Regions from separate parts of the Sus scrofa genome. Here region 2 is linked to region 1. Evidence: chromatin contacts called from public promoter capture Hi-C data. All regions are on one chromosome and are shown on one strand. The core of a region is the stretch at or near the end of the contact, and the rest is flanking DNA. Distances in the headings are between cores, read along the strand shown. Region 1 holds the start of WDR48 (WD repeat-containing protein 48). Region 2 holds the start of SLC25A38 (solute carrier family 25 member 38).

Region 1 (4,146 bases), core at 1,513-4,012:
CTATACGAGCAAAACTGCTTCATGAGCAGGGTTAATTACTTCCACCCAAACCATAACCTTCTATTTCTCTTGCTTATTCAGTGACACAAGACATGCAAAATGGTTAGGTGGCAGTCCCAGCTCCAAATTACTGGAACCTGGAACCACTGGAAACATGTTCAGCCTTGTTGAAATAATTCCTTTTTTTTTTTTTTTTTTTTTTTTTTTTTTGGTAACAAACCTCTAAACCAGCAAAGTTCCAAATCTCAGAGAATAGCAGTTTACAAAATTGTAATTAGGTAAAATATTCCTTTGTTCCCAAGTCCACTATTTTTGCCTATGGAAATGTAGTGGATTAAAAACATATCCACAAATTCCCTGACATTTCTCCAATTAAAAAAGTCTTAAGGAGTTCCCGTTGTGGCACAGTGGTTAACGAATCCGTCTAGGAACCATGAGGTTGTGGGTTCGATCCATGGCCTTGCTCAGTGGGTTAATGATCTGGCGTTGCCGTGAGCTGTGGTGTAGGTTGCAGACGTGGTTTGGATCCCGCGTTGCTGTGGCTCTGGCGTAGGCTGGTGGCTACAGCTCCGATTAGACCCCTAGCCTGGGAACCTCCGTATGCTGTGGGAGTGGCCCTAGAAAAGGCAAAAGGACAAAAAAAAAAGGAGTCTTAGGAGTTCCCTGGTGGTCTAATGGTTAGGACTCAGAAATTTCACTGTTGTGGCCCGAATTCAATCCCTGGTCTGGGAATTGAGATCCCAAATCAAGTCACTGCACACCACAGGGGGAAAAAAATGGAGTCCCCTTAGATATAACCAGCCTTAGTAACTTACTAAGTCCTATGAACTGAATGTGATTTAAAGTGACACTGCAGGACTTCCACTGTTATTCTAGAAAAGGCATTACGATTTCCACCAGGATTTCTCTCTTTTGGAATCCTGCCCTGGGAACCCATCTACTATGCTGTGAGGAATCAAACAGCATTGTGGAAAGGCTGTGAGTGGGGTTCTGGCCACAGCTTCAGCATCAGTCACCAGACATGTTAGGAGTGGGCCTTTAGATGATACCAGCTCCCAACTTTTTAGCTGCCACAACTGGCATCAAGAGGAAAGTGGAACAGAGATAATCTGTCCCTACTGAGCCCTGCACAAATTACAGATTCGTAAGCAAAAAAAAAATGTTGAAGTTATTTTTTAAAAACTAAGTTTTGGGGTGGTTATATAGCAATAGTTAACAGGAATAGGAAGAAAGTGCACCAAATGTTAGACACTAGTTCTAAGCATATACTGCATCCTATAACACAGCACCAAAAAGACTTAACTCTCAGAAAGCACCACATGTAAGTATTCAATAAGACCAGGTGCTTCTTGGTGATAGACTATACAATTAAACCAACGAATTCTACCAGCAATAGCCCATTGCATTGCTTCTTTCATCACAGAATGAATTTCTTGATCAGAAGCAATATGGTGTCAGACACAATGACAGTGTATAAAACATTTAGTAAGTTCCCAGGTGGTGGTACTGATAGAGTACAGAAAGCAGGAAAAGCAATTCTAAACTCAGAGTAAGTACATTTCAGAGAGGACAAATAAGTATTGCTTCTTCAATGGTCGAGGAGGGCCCATGGAATCCATTTGCCTTCAAGTGGTTGGCTGATCCTCCTGGAACATGAGGTATATCACCAGCTCAGGACTGGTCCCTGGTGCTAAGAAACTGCACACTCAGCAGTGGCTTGATGATCCCAATGCTAATCTTGTTACCATTGTCACTTCATTCATGACTCCACCAAGCAAGCACTGAGCCTGAAAAAGCAAGCTGAGGTTAATCCAAAAAGCAATTCATGGAGCAGGTTCAACCCCCAGCCTGGCACAATGGTTTAAAAGATCTGGCCTTACTGCCCCTGCGGCATAGATCACAACTGTGCCCTGGATCTGATCCCTGGCCAGGGAACTCCATGTGCCACGGAGTGGTCAAAAAAGGAAGAAAAAAAAAAGGCAATTCATTTCATCTATATGATTCTTAAGATTCACACTGCAAGGTCTGTCACCATAGCCTTTTCCAAAACTTCCTTATCCATGCTCCAGTCTCACTCTTTCCATGTTCTTGACCATCTGGCCAAACTATTAGCCTTTGACCATGAATTATTACCCAAGACCTATGCTTAATGTCAGGAAAACTTCAAGTTAAACCTTCATCCAGAAAGGTCTAACTGTTCCAGTATAAAAGATGATTTAAATTAGATACTAGAGTGTGCCCCAACTCCTTGAAGATTTGGAGCTTAGAAAGTCATCTCTGTATACAACTTTAACTAGTGTGTATGTTTTTGTCATAACATCAATTTATCTCTTATTTAAATGGATACTTTGCGCCTCCTGAAAATGGGGTCACCTCTGTATCTCCGTTTTCAGGCCGGTTTATAGTTTAACACCTTTTTAGATACTACGTGGGAAATCTGTCGGTTCCCTTGGCTGCTCACGAAAGTTTGAGCGGATGGAGGTGGCCTCTCGGGTGCCCACCTCCCCCATTAATTCTTCCAGCGCTTTTCTTACAACTACTGGGGCTCTGGAAGACACACTCGGGAGAACTGCGCAAGCCAGTGTTCGGGTCTACCCAGAGCTGGACTCAGATTGCTACCCCGGCTCAAAAAGGGGCTCTTTCTCTATCAGCATTTTTTGCATTTAAGGCCGTCTCCACCACACAGCCACACGGGCCTCAGAAACAATTAGCCCTTGGCTAAAGGGAAGAGGCAGGACTTCCGGAAGAGGCCCGGTCCGAGCCACTTCCGGAAGTGACGTAGGAGTGTCAACATGCAAGATGGCGGCCCATCACCGGCAGAACACGGCAGGGCGGAGGAAAGTGCAGGTAGGGGAGTCCGGCTCCTCAACCTCCCGGCTGTGGTTGGCAGCCCCGGGCCCACCCCTAGCAAGCAGATGCTTCGGGCCTCAGTCGGCTGGGGTAGCGGCTTGGGGCGAGTGGGACGAGGCACGAACGGAGGCGAGGGGTGGGGCCGCAGCGCTAACGGCTTAAGGAAGGGGCGGGGGGTGGGGGGCGACCGGTTGGACCCTCCAAGAACCACTCCCAGGACCCTTGGGCGCTCGGTTGGGAGCCCGGAGTCTTGGGTCGCCCGCTCTCTCTTAGGCTGAAGCTTGCGGGGTTGGGCTGGGCTTGTTCCCCGCCCACCTGCCTCCCCCTTTACTGTCTGCTAAGCGCTTGCCGGGCCGCGTCGGAGCAGAGGCCTCCGGTTGCTTCCACGGCGACCGAGTGGCGGAAAGAGTGGGCCCGAGCGGGGGCGTGGCGGGGCGGCTAAGCCCCCTAGGGCTTCTGCGGAGCCCCCTGCCTTCTTTTTATGCCGGCGTTTTCTCCTCCACGAGGTAGAAACGATGTGGGAGTGTGCTGGTGCTAGTGGGGAATTAAAATTCTCATTCTTTTGGAATTTAATTTCTTTATCTTCCGTATGCATCCTTGAATCTTTTCTGTTTCTCTGACGTATTATCCAGGGGTAAAGATTTACCTAACATTTCTGTGTATGTTTTATCCCTTTGTGAATACGCTTTTGTTTTGGGAATGTTTAAGAGTACTGTTACCTATTATTTTAAACGATGGAAGGAGAAAAAGTCCTATTAGAGGTGTTTACCTGCAGGTATTTTGTATATAGTACGGTGCACTTACTCGTTAAACATTTACTGAGCACTTAGGTTAGGCCCTAAAATGTACAAAGAATTGAGAGTATAGGAATAAGTAACAACCGGGCTTTCTTTGTAAAACTCAGCATTGTAGTTCTACAGGTTGAAATCAGTGAGTGTTTGTTTAATAGGTAGTCTACATAAGGGCTTCCTTCATTGAGGTAACCCCAAGAAATAGCTCTAGGCCATAAAGTCCCCTGGCCAGTTCACTTCTTTGTTTTATTGATCTCATTGATCAGTACAGTGTCCTAATCACTCACTAGATGTTTGTTGCATTGGATGACATTAGTAAAAATCTGAAGTAGCTTACCCTGTTAGGTGATTTTTTATTTTTATTTTTTTTTTATGTTTTTAGGGTCGCACCTGCAGCATATGGAGGTTCCCAGGCTAGGGGTCCAATCAGAGCTGTACCCCACCCCGACCTGTGCCAGAGCCACAACAACTCAGAATCCAGGCCGAATCTGCGACTTACACCACA
Region 2 (3,644 bases), core at 64-2,563, 300 kb after region 1:
CTGCCACTAGTATAATCCTAAGTGTTCTAGTAGCCACACTAAAAAAGCAAGAGGTAAAACTAATTTTGAAAATTATTTCACCTCATTCAATACACCCAAAATGTCGTTTTGAGGTGGAATAATAACTCAGGTAGTCAGTATAGGAGTATGGGCTTCGATGCATTCTTTGATATGGCTATCGATTAACATTTACGGTTTAAGGGCTCCAGGGAGTAACATCCCCACAGACCTTGTTTACTACAGGGAGTGTACCTATGCCCAGATGGACATTAATCTCTAACCCCAAGTGACTCAGTCTATGGGAAGAGAAGGGCAAAGAAACCTTGAGCGTTATGGGACATTTCCACCCCTAAAACCCCTATTGGACAAGGACTGATATAAGTAATTGGGCAAGGCCAATGAGAGAAAACTGCATCTTTCTGGAACCCATGTTGGTAACCCCTATCTTTAAGGGATAAAAAACCCTATAGGACAATAGGAAGGGGGGACTCCTTCTCCCTCCCAGCTGTCCTGGGAGTTGTTTGCTTTCCTGTAATAAAGACTTGGCTGGCTTGCTACCTGTGTGTTAGTGAGGTTCATTCTTCCCCTCCCTTGAATAAGAACCTGGATTCAGGTAACATCTTTCCAGTATCAGTTTCATTATGTAATAATGTAAAGATTACTCAGGAGATTATTTTATCTTATTGCCATGTTTTATTTATTTACTTATTTTTGTCTTTTTGCCATTTCTTGGGCCGCTCCCACGGCATATGGAGGTTCCCAGGCTAGGGGTCGAATTGGAGCTGTAGACACCTTCGCCAGAGCCACAGCAAAGGGGGATCCGAGCCTCGTCTGTGACCTACACCACAGCTCATGCAACGCCAGATCCTTAACCCACTGAGCAAGGCCAGGGATCGAACCCACAATCTCGTGGTTCTTAGTCGGATTCGTTAACCACTGCACCACAATGGGAACTCCTCGCCATGTTTTAAAAAATCTCTTCAGCACATTTCTGAGGTGAAGTTTTCAGCGTTTAAAGGGAAATGTGGATGTGCCAAAACAAAAAACTCCTGTTTAACCGGAAAATATTCCACATTGCTTCGGTTTTTTAAAAAAGTTAATTAAAATTAAATGAAATGTAAAATTCTGGTCTTCAGTCACACTAGCCATATTTCAAGTGTTATACAGCCATAGATGGCTACTGGCAACCCTATAGGTCACAGCAGGTCTCGACCGTAGCTGTTCTCCAACCGGGCCCTCAAAAGCATACGTCGGCGCAGATGACCGACCTAGTAAGCTCTGGGCACAAGAAAGCCACAAATCCTGCAGTTTCAGATCTCTCCACCAGGTGGCACTAAAGAGCACACCCTCGCCAGCGCGTGACGCGTTTCCAACCCCGGAAGCTAAATCCAGCTGTTCTATCCAGTTCCTCCCGCTTTCTCCACCTCCCGGTCGCACCCAGGCTAATATTCTCAAGTCATCAAGTCGGCAGCAGGGCATGATGGGCAGGACAGCAGGGCCGCAGAGTCTGCGAAGCGAGTGAAGAGAGGCGCCTGGAGCACACAAGGGCAGTGGGCTCGCAGGCCGGGACCCCTGACTGGCGCAGACTACAAAGAGGCCCCCGCAGTAGAACGCGTCGCCTGGCTACCGCCATCGAGTTGTCTTCTCCAGGACCTCCAGGGTCGGACCTGAGTTCCCACGGTCGGCAACCCGGGCCCAGTACACTCGCAGGCCTCCCCTCCAATGATCCAGAAGTCACGCCCGGCGCTGCTGCAGCCTCAGGATGTTGGAGACAGAGTGGAAACTCTTATGGTAAAGTGCGAGGAAGGGAAGGCAGGGGTTCCTGCATCGTCGGCTTGGGGAGGGAAATGTGGAAGGTTGCCGAGGCTCAGCAGCCCACGGTGAACCTTTTTTTTTTTTTTTTTTTTTTTGCGCCCCAGATACACGCATAACAGGTTGGGGACCTGGCAGCAGAAATGGAGTTTGACTAAGATTAAAAGAGGGAGGGAGAAGGAAAGAAGTTGCAGTCCAACCCTTGGGACAGGCAAGCAGAGGTCTCGATACTACATTGGGTAGAGATAGGCGGAATTGCTGGGGCCTTGGGAGGTATGAGGGGAATGTGCCCGTGTGGCCCGGAATGAGGTGCGAGTGCTACAGGAAGTTGCTTTGATTTGGAAGTCTAAAGTGACAGATGGGAGGACACCTGGGTAGATATTTGGACCATTGCAAGGCCTGGTAGTAGCGCTAAGCCTAGGAAGCGGTCGGTCCTCGAGGGAGGTGGGTTCGGACTGTACCGCTCCCACAAGCTGGACGAGAGGACCCTCTGGGTATCCCCCACTTCGCGGCTTGCCTGGAGCAGTTGCTGTTTGCTTGAGCCTCCAAGCCACGCCCCTCCCATGTCTGGATTGGCTGCCATGGTCGTGTCGCGGGGCTGCTATTGGTGGGGGCGGAGGCGGGGCTGGGCAGGCGGGGCTAGGAGGAAGGTCCCGCTGAGTTACTACTCGTGGTGAAACGAGGCTTAGTTGCCGCTTGGCCTTAGGCTGGGAGCGCTGGTCTGCAGCGGCGGCGGAAGCTTTCCTCTCTGAGGTCAAGGTTATGGTCCACCTGCGCTCAGGGCAGGGCTGGAGTGTGGTTTTTTGTTTTGTTTTGTTTTGTTTTAAGCCAAGGCTGTGGTGTCTTCTCTACGTCTATATCTTTGAACACATGCTTACCTGTTTCTCTGGGTCTTCCAGCTCCGGCCTGGAGATTTGAATTGGATTTAGAGATTTCTTTTTTTTTAAAGGAGGATAGGAGTTGCTTGGGAACTTATTTGCTAATTACTTAAGTGCTGCTTATTGCCTTTATGTATCCGTGTATTATTGTTGGATTGGGTTGTTTGTTTTAGTTTTCGTTTTTTTGTTTTTTGGGGGTGCTGCACACGCATCATGCGAAACATCATGTTTGGTTGTATTTATTGCCCACCCCCTCTCAAAACAAAACAAAACCCAGATGTATCACTTAGTTTATTTACCTTGAATAACTTTGGGCCGTTTAGAAAAAAAAAAAAAAAAAGAAAGAAACAGCAAGCACAGCTTAAAGGATGTGCCATCTACCATTGACAATACGCTAAGACTATTCCGGGGTTTTCTTTTCTTTTGGCCCCGAGGGTTAAGGATCCAGTGTTGACACTGCAGCGGCTGGAGTTGGTGCTGGGGCCTGGGTTTGATCCCTGGCTGGAGAACTTCCACATGCTGCAGACAAGGTCAAAAAAAAAAAAAAAAAAAAGGACTATTCAAAATGAAAATTGTTTTTTGGAGTTCCCTTTGTTGCTCAGCAGTAACAAACTCAACTAGTATCCATAAGGATGCAGATTTGATCCCTGGCCTCGCTCAGTGAATTAAGGCCCTGGCTTTGCCATGAGCTGTGTTGTAGATCAAAGACTCAGCTTGGATCCTGTATTCCTATGGCTTGTGGCTATACCTGGCAGCTGCAGCTCCAATTCAGCTCCTAGCCTGGGAACATCCATATGCCAGGGGTGCAGCCCTAAAAAGCAAAAAAAAAGAAAAAAAGTGGGGGGTTTGTTTTTGTTTTGTTTTACGCTTATATTGCCAGGTGCTTTTTGAATTTTAACTATTAGAGGTCAGTCTATACTGCTGTTATATATTTTGCATCTGCTCTATGCTAAT

The links. Promoter capture Hi-C pulls out the DNA fragments that hold promoters and counts their contacts.
Region 2: a promoter capture Hi-C map of liver shows a contact between it and region 1, with 2.2 times the contacts expected there. The contact joins the promoter of SLC25A38 here to the promoter of WDR48 in region 1. A contact is called at or near these places in 1 of 5 promoter capture datasets (liver) and 1 of 47 Hi-C or Micro-C datasets (embryonic fibroblasts).

What each region holds. Positions count from the first base shown.
Region 1 is chr13:23,732,804-23,736,949 of Sscrofa11.1, forward strand. WDR48 (WD repeat-containing protein 48) reads left to right here and starts at 2,763. Exons shown (of 19, transcript XM_003132119.4): 1 at 2,763-2,847. The coding sequence starts at 2,800.
Region 2 is chr13:24,029,258-24,032,901 of Sscrofa11.1, forward strand. SLC25A38 (solute carrier family 25 member 38) reads left to right here and starts at 1,314. Exons shown (of 7, transcript XM_003358375.2): 1 at 1,314-1,791. The coding sequence starts at 1,723.